Regions from separate parts of the Mus musculus genome. Here all the other regions are linked to region 1. The links are chromatin contacts, called in public promoter capture Hi-C maps. All regions are on one chromosome and are shown on one strand. The core of a region is the stretch at or near the end of the contact, and the rest is flanking DNA. Distances in the headings are between cores, read along the strand shown.

Evidence for each region. Promoter capture Hi-C pulls out the DNA fragments that hold promoters and counts their contacts.
Region 2: a contact with region 1 is called in a promoter capture Hi-C map of cranial neural crest. The contact joins the promoter of Adcy9 here to the promoter of Cdip1 in region 1. A contact is called at or near these places in 1 of 39 promoter capture datasets (cranial neural crest) and 1 of 9 other capture datasets (adipose tissue).
Region 3: a promoter capture Hi-C map of hippocampal neurons shows a contact between it and region 1, with 4 times the contacts expected there. The contact joins the enhancer-like site here to the promoter of Cdip1 in region 1. A contact is called at or near these places in 8 of 39 promoter capture datasets (the 3T3-L1 cell line, the C10 cell line, the HPC-7 cell line and 3 more), 11 of 484 Hi-C or Micro-C datasets (B cells, CD4 T cells, CD8 T cells and 7 more), 2 of 115 datasets of contacts at active chromatin or transcription factors (pancreatic cancer cells and regulatory T cells) and 2 of 9 other capture datasets (adipose tissue and liver).

What each region holds. Positions count from the first base shown.
Region 1 is chr16:4,787,927-4,792,018 of GRCm38.p6, forward strand. It overlaps Cdip1 (cell death inducing Trp53 target 1), which reads right to left and starts at 2,015. Exons shown (of 6, transcript NM_025670.5): 1 at 1,905-2,015.
Region 2 is chr16:4,418,079-4,422,170 of GRCm38.p6, forward strand. Adcy9 (adenylate cyclase 9) reads right to left here and starts at 2,420. Exons shown (of 11, transcript NM_009624.3): 1 at 1,698-2,420; 2 at 1-1,510. The coding sequence starts at 1,467.
Region 3 is chr16:4,478,606-4,482,697 of GRCm38.p6, forward strand. It overlaps Srl (sarcalumenin), which reads right to left. Exons shown (of 7, transcript NM_175347.6): 7 at 1,607-4,092. The coding sequence ends at 3,868. Among named protein-coding and RNA genes, the nearest start is that of Srl, 42 kb to the right of the region's middle. Within about 2 kb of position 2,231, at least 12 of the 459 cell types and tissues checked have an H3K27ac peak or open chromatin away from gene starts, as enhancers often do. A contact at or near this core is called in hippocampal neurons, where this site is marked.

The sequences.
Region 1 (4,092 bases), core at 765-3,264:
TGGTAGTTCTGGGAGGGGAGGTAGTTGTAAGACAGGCTGAGGGCATAGAGCTATAGCCTCTGTAGTGGGATACCTACCCTGCAGCCTCTCCTACAAGACACAGTGCCTCCCAGAAATGAGTCCATTTCTATTGTGTACAATCTACTTCTAAGTTCTCTCACAGGACAAGAAACCTCTCATCCACACTTCCAACACCCACCCCAGGAAAGACCAAGAACTCTGGAGAACTCCATACATGCTATGTCTCACTAGAAGATCTTTTACTTACAAGACAGAGAGTTTCACAGAGCCAGTCTCTTCTCCCTTTCAAATGAAGAGAGTGTGTGACAGACTGGTGTTCATAGCTATGGAGCCAATTACAAAGGCCTGTGGGACTCAAAGCTGTAACTATGAGGTCACCAACTGTGCACTTCAACCCTGTTCTAAAGCTTAAAAAACATCCATGGCACCAGTAGGTTCAAAATGGGCAAGCTTGAAACATACAAAAGAGCCAAGAGAACAAGGCCAAGGACTGAACAAGCAGACAACTCACTTTAATTATTGCCAGCATAATCTGCTGGGACAACCAGGCCTCTGGGACACATTCCATTTTCTCTCTCTCAAAACAGTTTTGTCCCCTGAAGTGTTCTTTACACATTCCCTCTTTCTTCTGGTCAGCTACCTTCTCAACATCCATGTAAAGGTCTTTCCTGGTTCTAAAAACACATCCTATAGAAACCCTCCAAAACCCTTTGGATCGTCAGGACTGGGAGGCAGACTGATTTTCAAATAGCCAAGGGGAAAAAAAAAATCAATAAGCAACAAGATTTCTAAGTCTAGTTAATAATATGTAAGCTTTACTAGGAATGGAAATATACTATTATCTGCATGTACTTTGGCATGAAAATAAAAGACTGAAGGATAAGTACCCAATAAAGATATTAATTGTACATTCTAGGTGGTAGTCCATAGGTGTGCACTGTAAAGTTCAACGGTTTTTGTATGCTTTGAATTTTTCCTAACTAATGTCAAGGTAGAGGAGGTCTTTGAGATAGTGAGTGACCAAAAATATCTTTCTTATTATGAGCAGAGAGCAAGAAGAGCAGACATGTTCACCTCTTTCTTCCCACCCAACTCTGGTCAGCACCAACAAGCTAAGGACCAGAAAGAGCAGTCCTATTTGCCCAGAAAATGCCCTGTTTGGAGTACACTACAAAACTGATATAAAAACTACTGCATGCCCTCTCCCCAAAGTCCCTGATCCTTACTCCCAAGACACAGATTCTCAGTTCCAAGTGTGCATGAGAATTTCTGGAGAGCTTACTAAATGCAGATTTCTGGGCCTTACCCCATAAATACTCAAATCAGATCCTGGGGAATGGGGAAAGTCCAGGTCTTTCTGATACAGAGGATCCTATCCTGATCACTCCATCTTCCTTGACACCTGTTGAGAGGTCCCAGGAGACCCACCTTCTCCAAGGTCCTGGATGGCTTGGGGCTTCGCCAGCCCCTCGCCTTCCTAACGTCCTGCCGGAGCGCCACGTAGAGCCAAGTCTAGACCTGCAAACCGGCGGGGGAAAGAGGGCGAGACGGCCTCCTCCAGGACCGCCAAGGTCACCCGCGGGTCTCTGAGGCTTACCTCAGGGATCCTCCCCGACCGATCGCCGTTCCTCAACCCTCCATACCCCGAGGAAAATGGCTCGTACAGCCGTCGCTTACAGAAAAGTAGAAAGGCGTGATAATCACCCGAGTGGGCTGGCCCTTCTCTGGCTGATATCCCCTGTCTGCAGGCCCAGTTCGCTCGGGGCCCTGGAATGCTAGCCCTCGCAGCCCCGCAGCTGCAGCCACGCCGAAATCAACTGCCCTGATTTTGCGTGGCGTTTCGGAGGGAACGGACTCCACCACGACAACCCAGGCCCGTTTACCTCGAAATCCAGAAGCCTGAGGCCAGAGGGACAGAGATCTGCAGTGGTCCGGCCCGCTGCTCCGAGGAGCCCCTCTACCAGAGGACTCGCAGCACTCACCGCCCCCGCACCGAGAGGACCCTGGAATTTGTAGTCTTTCGGCGCACCCGCAGCATTCCCTGAGGCGGGAGCCTACAGCTCCCGGCACCCACCGCGCGGCGGGTGAGGGCGGAGCTCGGCGGGCTAGGTCACGCGGGCGGAGGGTTTCGAAGCCTAGCCCCCGCCTCGGCGTGTGAGAGGGGTCCCTTCGGAAGCCGCTTGGAAGTCTCAGAGGTGACTCACCGTCAGTTCCAGCCCCTCACCGGCCAAGCGCTGCCGCAGGAAAGGCTGCCTCAGCCCCGTAGCTGTCCAGAGGGAACCGCAAGGCTGTGGAGAAAGGCCCAACCTCCTGGCCTCTCGCCTTAGGGCGGGGCTTCGCGCCTCACGCAATGAGCTTGGATGACGTCAGTGGAGGCCCGTTGCGGGTGGGAGACGAACGAGTGGTAGTTCCCCAGGCCTTTATGATGGGGGGGGGAAAGGCTCGAAAGAAAGATGGTGGTGCTAGCGCTCCCTCAGGCCAGCCAGCCAGGCGTGCTGCGCACCCCAAGAGTTGAGGGAGAGCTACCACCCTTGCCCTAAGCTGCCTGGGCTTTCATGAAGCTGTGAACCACACCAGCTGTCCCTGCCCTCACACAGATTCCACTCTGACAGACAATACACAAATAAGCCACAAAATGACCAGCATCTCAAAGGAAAGCAACAGGATGTCCCAACAGAATTAGAGTGTTGCCTCTGAGTAGGGAAGGTAGGAAAGGCTATGTTGGGATGAGGTGTGAAGTAAAGAAAGAGACTGGCAGTCGTGGCGCACGCCTTTAATCCCAGCCCTCGGGAGGCAGAGGCAGGCAGGTTTCTTAGTTCGAGGCCAGCCTGGTCTACAGAGTGAGTTCCAGGACAGCCAGGGCTATACAGAGAACTCTGTCTCCAAAAAACAAACAACAACAACAACAAAAAAAAACAAAAACAAAAAAAAAAAGAAAGAAAAGAAAGAAGACTGGTATAGATGAACTTTTGAAAGGCACTTTGGCCAGCAAGGTGAAGACTGGAAGACAGCACCAAGGTCATCAATGAAGTTTGGATTTATTGCACATGGAAACTAAAGCTCTCTTCTTTTTCTTTTGTATTTGTGTGTGTGTGAGGCACGCATGTATGTCAAAGGGCAACTTTCAGGAGTCAGGCCTCCTTCCAGCATGTGGGCTTTGGTTCTCACTCAGGTCTTCCAAAATGGCAAAGACCCATGAGCCATCTCACGGATCCTTTTGTATGTTTAGGCAGGGTGTTCCTCTGAGTCTTTCAGGCTCACAACCATCCTCCTACCGCTCAGTCTGTCAAGTGCTGGGATTACAGGCAGGGAGACATCACAATTTGAGGAGTTTTAAGCATTAGAACTACAACTGAGTTTCATTGGTCACGGGTTTTGTACTGCACATTTCATCTGACCAGTAACATATTATTCCAAAATCAATACTTGTATTTTCACGTTTATTCATGGACATATGGATCCTGTGCATTGTTAACTGAGGTTAATTAAGAGCAACCTGTTAACAAAATATTGCATGTATAGTGTTAGTGGTTTTGTTGTTTAAAATGGCCCTAAGGGTAGAGTTGAAGTGCCATCTAGTGTTTCTAAGTAAAACTAGATTTGATGTCCTTTGTGTGAATTATACCCGTTAATGATTAACTTGGAATTACCAGTAATCATCAGTGTAACATTAAAGAAATAAAAGCACTTCCCCTTTGAGTCCTTCAATCAAGAACAAGCTCAGAGTTTTTTGTTTTTGTTTTTTCATTTATTTTATGTATAAGTTCTCTATCTGCATGTACACCTGCATGCCAGAAGAGAGCATTAGATCACATTACAGATGGTTGTTAGCCATCATGTGGTTGCTGGGAATTGAACTCAGGACCGCTGGAAGAGCAGCAATTCCTGAGCCAGTTCTCTAGCTCCACAAGTTTAGGTTTTAATTCTGTACTTCATGCTTCTTGTGCCTTCCGTCCTCTGTTGTCTGAATTTGTGACTGCTTGAAGGCTGTCTTGTGAAGGTTTGTTCCTGTGTTTTTGTGTCTCTGTGTCTGTTGTATGAGCTGTGTGTTTGTCTGTACCTAACAAAGAG
Region 2 (4,092 bases), core at 1,170-3,669, 370 kb before region 1:
CCCAACACGCATGTTCACCATCTCTTTCTTCTCCTGGCAGAACTGCTCGATGGCTTTTATCATGCCTAAGCCCATTTCAATGCAGCAGTAGGCATGGTCTGCCCGGGGCTCCGGACACCCTGCCACACAGTAATAACAGTCCCCCAGAGTGCTGATCTTCTCACACTTGGTCTGCTCACACAGGCGGTCAAAGCGACCGAACAGGTCATTGAGTAGGCCTACCAAGGCATGCGCAGATTTGTTGGCGCTCATCTTGGTGAAACCCACAATGTCTGCAAATAAAATACTGACTTCTTCAATCTGCTGCATCTTAAAGGGGCGGAATGCTATCGGTGCCTTCTGTATGGAGGACTTCTTCTTCCTGTTCTTGGGACTGGAGGTGGCATGCCTCTTGACGGAATTCTCACTCTCCTCGTCCCCTTGTTTCATTAAGTCGTCGGCTATGATTCTTGGCATCACTGAATGAATCATCCTCTCTTTCAGGGCTTTCTCTACTTCCAGATCTTTGCCGTGCATAATGGATTGTCCCACCTTGAGAAAGGTGCTCCTGGACCTCACCTGAGACATGACAAACAGATGGATCCCGATAGCGTGAATGCACACGTGAAGCAGGGCTCTGCTCAGCAGCTCCCAGTGCAGGGCCCCAGGGCCCGGAGAAGGGTAGCAGTCTTCGTTTCGGAAGTGGTAGCCGAAGGTCTCAAAAAGGACAGAATAGACCACCCCCAAAAACAAGCTCAGGTACAGAGGTAACTGCATGACTGTGTAGAGCAAAAGGAGCACTTCGATGCATATGGAGAAGCTTCCTACTTGAGATAAGCAAGTGTCCGCCGGAGTGGCCGTGAGAGTATGATTGGAGCTGTCAACACGTCCTGACAGAGGTGTCCAAACCTGAAACTGCGCAGCCAGGGTCAGGGCGAACACCAGCAGGGTGAGAGCCAGCGAGGTCCACGCATAATGCCGGGCGTACAGCTTGGTGAAAGTAAACAGGAAAAAGCCCACACACACCACCAGGAAGCACAGAGCTGGGACCACCATGACAATCACTTTGGATTTCATGTGGACAGCGAAATAGATGCTCCAGAGAAGGCAGGCGAAGCCCACATAAAAGAGTGCGTACCGGAAGCGGCGCTGGGTCTGCGGAAAGCAGCGCTCCAGGCAGGCCTCCTCCAGGTTCATGGAGTCGAATTTGGGGTCCCACCACCGGCTGGAGGCCCTCTCAAAAAGCTGGGGCAGCTTCTTCTGTCTGCGCAGGCGACCCCCGCCGCCAACCCTCCGGGGAAGGCCCCCTGAGTCTCCCGAGCTGCTACAGCTGGAGGAGATGCTGTACTTGCAGTGCTTCGGGTGGGTGTTGGAGGACAGCTGCTTAGGGTTGATCTTGACCCTCACGCTGTTGCTGTCTCCGCTTGAGTCGCAGCTCACCTCGGTGCTATGGTGATGCAGCAGCTGCTGGTGGGGTGAGGAAGCCATGTTGCCGAGCTCTTGGAACCTTTCCCGACCAGGTCAGGGGCACCTGCAGGCAAAACCAGCAGAATTAGAGCGGCCTGACTACACACACTCCCGGAGGGCCACGCGACCTGTGCTTGTCGCGAGTGCGAGCTCTGGCGAGCCACTTGGGAAGGCACCACCATATGTTCACCAAAACTGCCCATAACGGCGCATAAAAGCGCCAAGGCGAGCGAGAACCGCACGGGCCGTACCTGGTGCTCCCAGGGTTCTCGTGCCGCGGCCGCGCTGAGTCTTGGGTCCCCGGCAGCGCTGCGCTGCGCTCCCCTCGGGCGCCGTCGCCCGCTGGTGGCCTCTCCCCGTGCAACTCCAACTGCAGCTCCAGAGGGAAGTTCAGACCTTGAGCGCTCGGGGCACCGGGAGCAGCTTTCGCAAAAACAACTCGGGAGGCGAGCAGCGCTTCATCCTGCCGCAGCAGCGCCCGGTGCGTCAAAGCGCGCGGGCCAACCTGCGGCTCCTGCCGCGTTCCGTCCCCTTGCGGCTAAGCACCAGCGGGCTACCCTGCCCCGCGCCCCTGCTCGCGAGCTTGAGGAGCCCGAGGGCCGCCCGTCCGAGCGGCCGGTCTAGCAGGGCCTGCTGCCCGCAGCCGAACGCACCCCGGCCCAGAGCCGAGCTCGGGGCACTGCGCGGGCCCCTCCACAGACCGCCGTGCGGGCTGCCGCAGAGCCTGACTCCCGCGACGCCGGCTGGCCAGCACGCCGGTCGTCCGCACGCCGCGCCCACGCCCCAGGGGCCCTGCCTGAGCTACAGATGCCGCTGCGGCTGCGCCCGCCGCCCGCTCTCCCGCAGCCGCTGCCTCAGGTCGGAAGAGTAGCAGCCGCAGCCGCCGCCACCACCATCTCCGGCCCCCTCCTCCTCCCCCTCCCGCTGTCACTGACAGACGCGCGCCCGCGCCGCCCCTCTCCTCTGCCGCAGCGCGCACGCGCGGCCCGCGCACGTCACCGCCGGGTCCGGGACACGCGCACCAGCAGCGCGCCACCCCGCCTAGGAGCGCGCGCCCGGCTCGGGGCTGCAGCGGGGCGGGGCCGGGCGGACGCGCTCTGGGCGCCGCCCTCCGCCCTGGGCTGCTCCGAGCCTGGGCCGCCTGCTGTGGGCACCAGGCCTCCGCCTTCTTCCGAGGCCTTGGCTGCCTTTGACTACTTGCCCCGCAGCCTGGCCCCCAAGTCCGCACAGGAAGCATCTAAGCGCAGTTTACCTTTTGGATACATCGAAGTTTTCAGTCCCTGGCTTTGCTCGATTGTGACCTCCCTCCCATTCTGCCAGCAATGTAGGAGTGTTCCCAGTGGTGCTAGGCCCCTCTGAACTTGCTGGGGGATGGAAATGATCATCACCAGCCAAGCCACTTCTGATAGCTTCTAAAGTCGAGCACCACTGAGGACCACCTTTGCCAACCCCCTGGGGAAGTTATCTTCCCGACTTTGAAGATCTTTCATTCTTCACATGAACAACTGTTTTTCCCTCTCCACAAGGAAAACGTTCAAAGAAATCAGCTTCCCATTAATAAGTTCTACATTGGTCTGTGTAAACTCTGGCCTGAATAAACACAATTCTATATTCTCTGGTCGCACCCTGGCTGCCACACCGTACAGTGTTTTTCTGCAACCACAGGGGACTAACTGACCCTTCCTTCCCACAGCTCTCGGGGCCCATCCCAGGCATCCACAGTCACTGTGGAATTCAGGAATAGGAAGGTAAAATATAGACTATCTATACAACCGAATATTATTCGACTATAAAAATGAAGTACACTTGCTACAACCTCTGAAACACACTGGGTAAAAGAAACCAAACACAAGAGGCCACATATTGTATGATTGTATTAATGTGAAATGCCCAGAACAAGCAAATCTATAGAGAAAATACAGGTGATGGATGCCTGCGGTTGTATGAAGTACTAGGTATTGACTACACTATCAAGCCTGGGGGTTCCTTTTGGGGTGATGAAAACATCTGGAACTAGTGAGAACACAACGCCGTGGATTCTGTAGTAGGTATACTTCATGAACGTACTAGTGTCTTTGGATTGCTTTAATGATAAGTACAACTGCATAAATGGTAAGTTTTATGCAGTATGTATTGCACCACAATAAACAGGAACTTTTTAAAGTAAACGTGTCATTGTTGATATATTCCAGCTCAAAGTGCAAGATGTCCATCTAATTATGAGAAAACATCTGAGGAAGGAACTTAATCTGAAAAATACTCCACAACCAAACTGCCAAGTGCTCTTCACAGTGCCAGAGTCACCAAACACAGAGCCTAAGGTATTGTCACAAGTAAGGGGCAAATTGTCATTAAAGGGCAAAGTAGAACAGGAAAAAAAACAAAAACAAACAAACAAAAAACAGTGGGAAGGCAGCTGGTGAAACATGCAGTGTATTTAATGGCATCCCCATTAAATCCCACAGTTACCCAAGACATTAACAGTAGGAGAAGCTGGGTGTAGGTCGCAGGGGAACTCCCTAGTATTTTTACAACATTTTTCTAACTCTAACTTTTTTTCAGAATAAAGCTAAAGATAGAAAGAGATGTTTATTGAGCAGGAACTATGTGCCTCCTGTATCTGAGGTTTGGAAAAGCGGAGCACAC
Region 3 (4,092 bases), core at 981-3,480, 310 kb before region 1:
CCTCTTCCTCGATCTCAATCCTAGGTGGGCCATCCAGGTACACACATGCAGTCACACAATCACACACACATATATACACAGTTATAAACACATATACACACAGTCACATACACACATACATACATGGAGTTATAAACACATATACACACAGTCACATACACAGTCACATATACATACACACACACACACACACACACACACACACAAGTCACCTTCTCCTTCAGCATCTATTTATTCATTCCAGTAGCATACAAGTGTGTGTCCAACACTGCCCTAGATACTTAGGCATCTTTTGGGCACAAAAGCACACATCTCACCGGCTTCTCAGTCCCCTCAGACTTCGCTTGAATGCTTTTTTGAGTCCCGGGTGTGTGCATGTGTGTGCACATATATATGCATATATGTATGTGTAACCACACTAGATAACATGTATATATGTCCTTACAACTTTTTTTCACCTCCATCCCTCACACTTCCTGACTATGTTTAGAATGCCCTACGGTTCTGCCTTCTTCACTTCCTGTTCCTTTCTCAACTCCCATAATGGCAACCCTGAGTTGTGAAAAGAACAAATTTGAGGGAGAATTTAGCCTATTACATGTATTTCTCTTTGAAAAAGACCTTGTTGCTTGCCTTCCATATTCCAGGACAATGCTCTGTATTTCTGGTCTAGGCAAGAGAGAGAGAGGCCAGGTTGCAGCAGGTAAGCAGGTCAGGTTGTTCAATTGTTCAAAGCAGACCTACATAAGGTGAGCATGGGAGAACATGGCCAACTTGTCCAGCCCTAGCATCAACTGCTCCTAAGCCAGAGAGCCCATTGATCTCAGCCACTGACTGGCACCCTTCCAGGGATAACTATGTGGGTGTGGCCTAGACTTATGGGTCCTGATCTCCCTTGTGGGTTCTTTCTAACCATCTACCTCTTCCCCAGGGCCCACATCTTTCCCTTTCAAACTAGCTCTTAAACCAGCTTATAAAACCTCTTGGGAGGATCCCAGAACAGAAAACTTCCAAATTAAGGGATTACTTCACCAGAAACTATAAAATGTGGTAGGTTGGATACTGGCTCAGGGAGTTAAGACATGTTCAAAATACACATGCCCATTCAAATAGAGGGATGGAGACTTTCTGGGCTAGCCAGAGGAAGGTGGCCATCCTTACCATCCCAACAGATCTTACTCCACAATAGCCACAGAGATCATGAGATAGCTGTATAATAAAGGGCATAAACCAACTGGTATCACTATCTGTGCTGCTTCTCTGAAGGATCTGGGGAATACAGAGATCTTAAGTTCAATTCTCAGCAACCACATGGTGGCTCACAACCATCTATAATGGGTTCTGATGCCCTCTTCTGGAATGCAGGTATACATGCCGACAGAGCACCCATGTTCATAAAATAAATACGTCTTTTTAAAAAAATGAAAGAAAGAAAGAGAGAGAGAGAGAAAGAGAGGGAGGGAGGGAGGGAGGGAGAGAGAGAGAGAGAGAGAGAGAGAGAGAGAGAGAGAGAGAGAGAGAGAGAGAGAGAGAGAGAGAATACTCTACTTGATGAAAGGAAACTAAGAAATTCACTTGGCTGGAGACAATCAAGAAGGCCAAGGCGTTGAAGAGAGATTGGAACTTTATTGAGACGTTCTCCCTGATGAAACCAGAATGGAAAGAACACTGGAAAGGTCAGCCACTGTTCAGGCACAGACATCTCTGAATCCCATGCTTCTCCTGGGATGAAACGCCCATAGTCAGAACTTGCTCAGAATCCATCTCTGCAGAGCTGGGCAAAGGATACGTGCTAAAAACCTGTACTGACAGTCAGTGGCCTGTGGGCAGGAGAGGAGCAAAATGGAGACAGAGAAGAAATAGATGGAGAAAAATCCAAAAGGAGGATACTACTGGTAAGGTGTCTTCCCCCAAATGCAAATCCTGTAAGAATTAATTGGCCTTACGTCATCTGCTTTCCTCCAAGCATGCAGGCACTGACAGCCAGGACAAGGTCCGTACAGTTCAACCTTTTCCCTGGTTTCTGCAAAAACATTTGCCACACAAAACCCACAGGCATGAGGGGCATGAAGGAGAAGGGTGGGAAAGACAGTCTCTCCAGAGAGCACATGATAGAGAGAAGAGGGGAGGAGTTTGGGAAGAAAAATCCAAGACAGATTGCAGCTCATCTGCCCTAGCCATGAATAACTGTGACGGGAGAAACTCACTCCTTGGAAACGGTGTCCTGGCAGCTCTGGGGCTTTTGATTTGTGGCAGATCCTGGGCCCTACATTGAGCCAGAGCAGTAGCCTCCCTTAGGAGGGGGCACCAGACTGCCAGGAATTCAGAGAAACACAAACTCCTAAATTGAAGTTCTCTATGTAGTCTCCATTGATTACTGCTTATGCTACCTACTTGATCCTTAGGAGGAATGACTGGCTCAGCTCTCCAACCTACTTTCCTTCTGTTCTAGATGACACCCTGGTGCTGGCGGATCCCAACCCATGCCTCACAACTAAGGCCCCCGGGAGAGCTTGCTCCCAAAAAAGCAGCTGGCTGTGCTCAGAGAAAGCCCTCAAGGCAGGCTGAACTTCACCTTGCCCGCTCCATCAAAAATCTCTTCATCCTCCCAGAGCCTCTCACTCCCCTGCACTTCAAGGTGGCAATGTATGTGTGCCATGCAAGACTCTCTGGAGTCCTCTCTCTGTGCCCTCAAGTCTGACGCCCTCAAGTGCACATTCACTGGTGTTTGAAGGTCCTGGCTGTCCTGACTGCATTCAGTGGGCATCTGCAGAAGTTCAGGTTGAACCTGAACCTCAGGTCTTATCTGGCACCAGTGCCAATGCCAAGGCTGGTACTGGTTCTGATTCAGGGACTTTTTCTCAGTTGGAAGTATTAATGCATCAGGGAATGGAGAAGAAAGGAAAAGAGAAACCATGGTTCTGGGAACCAGAAGAGACATGTCCTCTATCAAGTGCTCCCACAAAGAAGCTGTGGACACAGCTTCCCCTGAAACTTGGGAGAATGTCTGTCCAGAGAAGCCTCCAAGGACTAGGAGCAAGGTCTCCATTGTCCTCTCTGAAACCCAACACCTCTGTGATCTGAGCTTTCAAAGACATGCAACATACAAAGATACACCGCAAACCAATTAACCCCGGGAGTGCTTCCAGGACCTTCATGTAAGTCACATAAGGAGGGAAAGTACCTGAGTACATCACCCGCTCACTCTCCTTTTAGGGACAACTAAGTATCTAAGCTCTCCAACTGGGACATCAATGAAATTATACTTGGGGTGGCAGATCAACATCCTAATTTGAAAACTCATGTTTTAGTTTTCTGGATGCCCCACCCCTTGGGAAAACATGGAGAAGATTCCAAGGTTGGGCTCAAAATTTATGAAGATTAGACTCAAGAGTCTGTCCACTTCTGAAAATCAACCCAAGCTTAGGAGGGAGCCAAGGAGGGACAGGGATCAAACAGAAGATGTATGTGTGAGGAGTTGACACAGACCTGAGAACCCTCTATTACTCAGGAATTTTCCACTGAGTTTAGCTTATTTGACCCTCGTTATCTTATTATTCATTAGAATTTAGCTGCTCTCTGTCTCTCTAAGACAGGACCCAGAAAAAGCAAAGGAAGCCTTGTAGACTGGCTTGGCCTGTGTCAAGGCCTTCTAACTGAAGCAATATGACAAGCACACTATAATTCACAGTTACCACTCTCCTCCCTAGAACCTTCCCTGATTCACCAGCCTCAATGAACTCCCAAATCTCCAATGCAGACTGATTGTCACCAGTATGGCTCAAAGGGTTAACAAGCCAGGACTTCTGAGACAGTTAGGACACAAGCTTATTCACCAGTGGGGACCCAAGAATAGCTACACAGAAACTAGTGCTTCTTGTAGCGATTCTTTGGGGTCTCACCACAGCCTGTTTTATCACAGTTAGGAGCACCTGGATTCTTCCCAAGCCCAATGCTACCCAGAAGGCTGGGGAGCTCCTGGGTGATGGCTCGTTCAATCTTCTCCAGGAAGCAACCCCCCATGTAGGAGCACTGCTGAGAGAGGAGTTTGAAATTGGAAATGGGGTTGATGCCAAAGAAGTCCTTATAAGC